Linked DNA regions of Mus musculus: region 1 is linked to region 2. The links are chromatin contacts, called in public Hi-C maps. All regions are on one chromosome and are shown on one strand. The core of a region is the stretch at or near the end of the contact, and the rest is flanking DNA. Distances in the headings are between cores, read along the strand shown. Region 1 has its middle 73 kb from the start of Has2os. Region 2 has its middle 64 kb from the start of Gm41326.

Region 1 (3,400 bases), core at 149-2,648, 270 kb after region 2:
AAAAAAAATGAGTAGTTATGTGTCTATATCCATGGGTCTCTAGTCTATAAATTTCTTATAAGATACTAGATTTGTGTGTGAGAGCAATGCTATGAAGAAATGGTGTTAATACTTCTCAGTCAAATTTGAAGAGCATAATAAATATACTTCAAGCTTCTTTGTGTGATTTGCTTTCTAATTTGGTTGTTTTTTTTTTTTTTTATTTGGGGGAGTTTTTTTCATTTTCTTTATTTAATTTACATTTTTTAAAAAATGTTAGTTTTATAGGGAAACTGGACACGCAAAAAGAGAGTCCTATGTACTCTCATATCAAGTTCATCCTAACATCTTGAATCATGCTTGTATAATATATTGAGTACAATTGGAAAGAAGAATGAGCTAATATTGACACACTACTACTAATTAAAGAACACAGCTTATTCTAACTCTTGCTTATTCTAATTATTACTAAGGTTGCAGATGAAAACAGTAATTGAGCATGGACTCATGTGGACCATCCAAAGCCAGGAATGTGTTTGGCAGCTTAACTGCATCTGAAGCCCAGTCTTTCCACTCTGAGCCACCACAAGACAGTTCTCACAGTGTCTCCAAGGTTAAGTAGGATGAAAAAAATTAATTTTATTCCCCAAATTTGCCATCATTTTCCTCTTAATCTGAGGGTAGACTTTTTTTTTCTGACTTGAAGGGAAATTATTTAAAACATTCATGTCACACGACGTTCAGAAATAGGCCAGGCAGTTGATACGAGGCCAGCATATTGGTCACTACATCCTGAATGTAAGAATAGTTCTGTACAGATGCTTGACTGTACATCATCAACCCCCAGACTTCCCATGTGAAACCCTTCCAGCAAGGGCTACCTTCTACCCAGAGCAAAAAAAAAAAAAAAAAAAGTGGCTACAGATTTCATCCCTAAAAGGGAGTCAGAGGAAGTGAGTTTGAGAATTCGTTACTTTCAAAAGCACAGTGCCAAGGCATAAAGCAAACAAGAAAATTTCTAAAAGCAAATCCCATCCAGCTACAGTTTGGAAACCCTGCCCTGAAGAACGGAAACTTTGCTGGTAAACTGGTAAATGGTTCAGGACAGCTGGACCAAAGGCGTTTTTTGTAGTCTGGGAAGTCCCTGCTTACTGTCGGGTTATACTCATCATGGGTGAGACCCCTCCAGGCAAGGATATGATTCTGCATTCCAGCAAGTGGCCTGGGAGACCCTGTAAGCAAGAGAACATGGAATAATCTAACCTACAAAGAAAGGGGCTTTCCATGGATTTCCCAAGAATATGCATTTATCTGAAAAGGAAAGTAGGAGAGAAAGCCTTGCTAGTCAAACAGAAAGCAGGTCTGTCCTCTGCACAGTGCGGCCACTGTTCCGTCTTCATTCTCATGGGAGAGACACCCATGACGCATACTGAAACTCACTATTGGATTCTCATTTGAGATGCATAGCCTACCCGATGAAATGGGCACTTAATAACCCTCTGTCTGAAAGAAAACAATTGAGTTAGTTGCTAGCCAAACATTTCTGTCACTTACCCTGATCAAACATCCACGAGGAAAGAGACTTCTTGGTTTTTTGGTTTTTTTTTTTTTTTTTTTCCCACAGAGTAGCTCTTTCCTGTCCTTTTGCATTTGCTGAGCTGCTCATTATGTCTAAAGCCTGTTTATCTCTGCTGAATGTTTAATCATCAGGCCAGATGACAAAGACAGTGCTGGAGCTGACACTGGTGAGTGGCATAAAATATGTGCCATGTGGTGGTAGTCTGCCTGGCATTGCCCCAAGAGCATCACATGGGTCATTTTGTCGGCTCCTAAAACCAAATTATGGTATAAATGCCCTAATTTGCCTCATTTTACAGATAATAAGAGTAAGGGTCAAAGGGATATTTTATATGTTAAATAAGTGCAAAACAGTGCTGTACACAGAAACTTGAAAGAACAACGTGAGGATATATGTGATGGTTCAGGTGATAACCACAAGCCTAATTTGAGCTCCATTCTTAGATCCTACAGTGGAAGGACATACCTGACTCCAAAACATTTTTTTCTCACCTCCATATGCACACTATGTCATGTATACACCTGCACTTACACACACACACACACACACACACACACACACACACGAGAGGAGTCTTTTTTCAGCTGATGATTAACACGGAGATCCACATTTGGTCAAGATGTAGAGAATAAGATAGTGTAGAATGTTCTGCCATGAAGTGGATATCTGTATGACACTCCTTTACCCTAGGCTCCTCAATTATCATGGTAGATGGGGCAGAAAGATTGTATGAGCCAGTGTTATTGGATGATTCAACAAAGTGTCATCTTCCAGACACAGGCAACAGGACAGCTGCATGCATGAACTCACAATGATTGTGATTACGTGCTCAAGATGTGAACAAGATCAACCTAGACAACAATTCAAGCATGGAGTAGAAGGAGATCATTGAGTCCCAACCCTGATTGAGGAGACATTGGAAATTATTGACTGCTCTGACAGGGAGAATCTTTTTTATTTTTATTTTTTTATTTTTAAGGATCTGGACTGAGAGGCTACTCATGTTTCATTAGATAAGTTTAAATTCTGGCACTTAATGGCAGCACTAGGGAGATAGATAGATAGATAGATAGATAGATAGATAGATAGATAGATAGATAGATAGATGGAAAGATAGTAGATAAATGTAGGGAGCTAGACAGATAGATAAGTAGATAATAGTTTTCAAACAATAAAACAATTCTTTGAAAATTATAAATAAAGGAGTTAGGGAGATGTATTAGTAACTAAAACACTGCAAGCTTAATGTGTTCAACTTGATTCCTGATTCCCAACTAAAGATGGAAGAGGAGAATCACCTCCTGAAGGTTGTCCACTGGCCTCAGGATGCATGTTATGGCATACAGGAGTATGTGTAAATGCACTCACACATACGAAAACATAAAAATAACAAATAAATGTTTAACATATAAATAAAACATGCATATGCATGGAGCTGAGGCAGGAGAACTACTGTGAGATATAAGGTACATAGTTAGAACCTATCTCAAATTAAAACATCAGAAAACTGAAATGACTTTCTTAAGTGATGCTTATCCAGGACTCTCTCATCTAGGCCGTGGGAACATTAGCCCAACACGTATTTCTGGAACTGGGCTGATGACTTAGTTATGTAAGAGCACTTGATATGTAAACACAAAAACCTAATTTGAGATCCCAGTGCCCACATGGAAATCCATATGTGGCCAAGCATAGTCCCGTCACTCCAGGACTGCAGGAGCTAAGATGGAAGAATCACTGAGAGTTGCTGATTACCAGTCTGGCTTCAGATTCACTAAGAACCTGTTTCCAGGGATTCAAATTGAGAGTGATAGAAGAGAATACATAGCATTCTCCACTGAC
Region 2 (3,143 bases), core at 102-2,601:
TGGGTGTAAATGGCACTGACAAAAAGAATCATTAGATTTACTGTTTGGAGCTCAAAGGTAACTGTGTGAGTTACCTGCCACATGATTAAATTAATTGGGCTTTCTAAAAGGTATAAGTTTAAATAAAAACTATGATTGAACTTCAGGGTCAGTGGCATAAATTAAAGTGTATCCAGACTGTTTAGTTTGTCCAAGAGAGAACTCTAAGTTAGCTCTTCCTATCCAGGGAAGTTAATTGAGCAGAGAATAGGGCGATTATTACTAGTTGCAAGTAATTTCATGTCCTCTCTTACTACTGTAGTTGAGTATGTAATTAACTACGCAGTTTAACAGCTCCTGGGCTGTGGTTAGTTGCTCAGTGGTAAGGCACTTGCTTAACTTGTGGAGTGCTTTCTAGCACTGAAACAAAGAAAGAACTAACTACAGGAAAAATTTCAGAGATCTCCTCTGTATTGAGATGTCGACAATCAAGGGAGCATTAACACCTTGAAACCTGGTCCTAGTCCAGTGGGAAACTAAAAGAGTGGAGACAACAGCAGAGATACCTAAGTCCATCACCTCTCTGGCCTATCAGCCTCTTCTCAGACTCAATGAAGGAGGGATACTCTTTCCCACAGAACTGGTAGGGGAAGGACCAAAACTTGAGACATGATTCTTTGAGGTCAGACCCAAGTCAGTTGACTCATCATATATCTTTGAATGTATTCACATAATAGACATTCAATATATTTGTGTTCTGTAAATGAGACTATAAATGAATGGATGGCAGAATAATGTCCTGGGAGATAAAATCTGAGGATTCTTAGTTAATATGTTCAAAGGGAAAGACACTGAGTACTTACTGAATCTTAGAGCAGTGTACCTGGATGAAAAATAACACTCATACTTTAACTTAAGCTTCCAGGTTTTATCCTTTGTTGAACTACACTTTGATTTATCACTCTAGACATCAGTATATTTAAATAATAAAGCAAATAAATACTCATCTGTAGGGCAGCAAGAAAATAATGTGTAAATCATTCGGAAGTAAAGAAATGAAATAACTGGCTATGGAACCTCTCTGGGAGTTGACATCTTTGTGGAGAATTGTTAGCCTTTCCTTGAAACATACATTTGGGTTCCTGGCATCAAGGAAGTTTTGTAATTTCTCCAGAGGACATTTCCTTGGGAATTTCAAAGATGCAAAACTCCAAATGGTGTAGGGGTGCTTGAGTTGTGAGGCATCCCAACGCAAGCATCAGCAGTGCTGCTAAGATGATGTTGGTCAGTCTTGGCTTCTTGTCACTGGGGCCTCAGGGTGTCTACTTAACTGGAAACACATTCTGCAGTTACAGCCAAGAGGGGCGACCTTTCCCCAAATGGTTCTTGTTTTGTGATTCAGCATGTGAGTCATTTGGTTAATAACAATTTCCTGTCTGTCCCAGACACCCCTTGGGAAAATTGGATCTTCTGATTTGGAGAGAAATCCTTGGCCCAGTTTTTAAGGGCATTGTGAGATTGTCAGTGAAGTGAAGGCTCTAGGGACTTTCTGTATTTTACTGGGCTGCACAGGAGTGGGGGAATTACAATAAGACAGCAGACTGCAACACCACATTACCTTCTACTTATCGCTATAAAAGACCGTTTGAAAGTATGGGCAGAGTGTCATGGTACTCCACTATTGAATGGTTACAAAGGTTACAACTGAATTTTCATTGTGATACTGTCAAGAACTCCCTCACTCTTTGCTGCCTCTCACCTTTTTATTTATTTTTTTAATATCTGTCATTCTTGATTCTTCTTCCTTCTACCATGGCATGACATAAGCTGGAAGGGTTTTTTTTTTTGTTTGTTTGTTTGTTTGTTTGTTTGCCAGGTGCCTATTCTTAATCTTTTGACATGCTAACTATCAGAACTTTAAAAATAAAGTTTTGTTCAATATAAATTAGTGAGTCTCAGGTAGACTGAGGAAATGACTCAGAAATAAAATCTATCCACTCATTCTTGCTACATACGATAAACTTTGATTTACTCTCAGCATTTACCCTATGCCACTCTTGTGTATTAAACACATGATTGAGGGAGAATGGATTTGCTAACAATCCTGGGTTGAGAATCACAGTATTAGCTAATTCTCATCTACATACATCCTCAGGTTAGGGCTGGGCACTTCAATTAGGCTTAAGTTGATATGTATAAAATACTTTCTTGGTTATGCCTACTTAGGTCAATCTTAGCAGAATAAAGGTAGGAATACTGTTAGTTCAGTTGGGAGAAAAATGGCATTTTTTTCCTGCATACAGAGTGGACTACTTTTATAGCTCTGTAAATTATAACCTGCCATACTGTGATCACTTAGGGAAGTTAGTCTAGTGTTAAAGCTGGCATGTCTGAGGAAGCAATGGGCTGGAAAGAAATGGCTACCATCTATTTCTGAGCGAAAACAAAGGTCTTTCTTTCACCACACACATTTACGTTTTACTGTTTGACACAGTTTGAGTTGGGTTTTGTATTATGTCTGATAAAAAATAATTTAAAAATGTAACTTATCATTCAATTGTGTATTTTTTTAAAAGTACTTGTCTTACACATAGGCATAAATATGAAGCATAGTACAATATAACAAAAATCGAAACTTATATGGCAAGTACATTTATGTTATAATAAATGATAGGTGTAAATACATATATACAAAATAGAGTGGAAAGATGGAAGGAGCGATTCTAAAGGTATTTTCATGGTGCAGTCAGGGGCACTCATGCATTGGCATTGACAGTCGAAGAAATTATTAAAGTCTTAAAGTGAAGGAAAACAAGACTGGGAAAGTAGCCAGGCATAAGATGCAAACAATTTTTTCATTTAAGATGGGAAATACTTTTTTCTCGTTGGGGTAGAGGTCTCTTAAGGAATTCAGATCAGTGTGTTCAATTTGAAATCATGTATATTAAAATTTCTTGGCCTTCCAGAGGAGAAGTTAAAGGCAGTGTGGTCAAGAGCCTGAGCAGTACAATTCCTGGATCTTATTATATCGTGTTCTATGTCTTCCTGGTGCCTCAGTTTCTCAGTCTCTCCTTTGAAAAGAAGGATACAATGAGACTACAATGAAGTCCATATATATATATATATATATATATATATATATATATATATATATATATTACAGT

The links. Hi-C and Micro-C count contacts between places; a contact is called where the count stands out from the background.
Region 1: a contact with region 2 is called in a Hi-C map of the N1E-115 cell line, with 3 times the contacts expected there. The contact joins two enhancer-like sites. A contact is called at or near these places in 4 of 484 Hi-C or Micro-C datasets (the 3T3-L1 cell line, the N1E-115 cell line, cortical neurons and 1 more) and 2 of 115 datasets of contacts at active chromatin or transcription factors (embryonic stem cells and fibro-adipogenic progenitors).

What each region holds. Positions count from the first base shown.
Region 1 is chr15:56,615,038-56,618,437 of GRCm38.p6, forward strand. No RefSeq gene overlaps it. Among named protein-coding and RNA genes, the nearest start is that of Has2os, 73 kb to the right of the region's middle. Within about 2 kb of position 1,399, at least 32 of the 459 cell types and tissues checked have an H3K27ac peak or open chromatin away from gene starts, as enhancers often do. A contact at or near this core is called in the N1E-115 cell line, where this site is marked.
Region 2 is chr15:56,344,965-56,348,107 of GRCm38.p6, forward strand. No RefSeq gene overlaps it. Among named protein-coding and RNA genes, the nearest start is that of Gm41326, 64 kb to the right of the region's middle. Within about 2 kb of position 1,352, at least 13 of the 459 cell types and tissues checked have an H3K27ac peak or open chromatin away from gene starts, as enhancers often do. A contact at or near this core is called in the N1E-115 cell line, where this site is marked.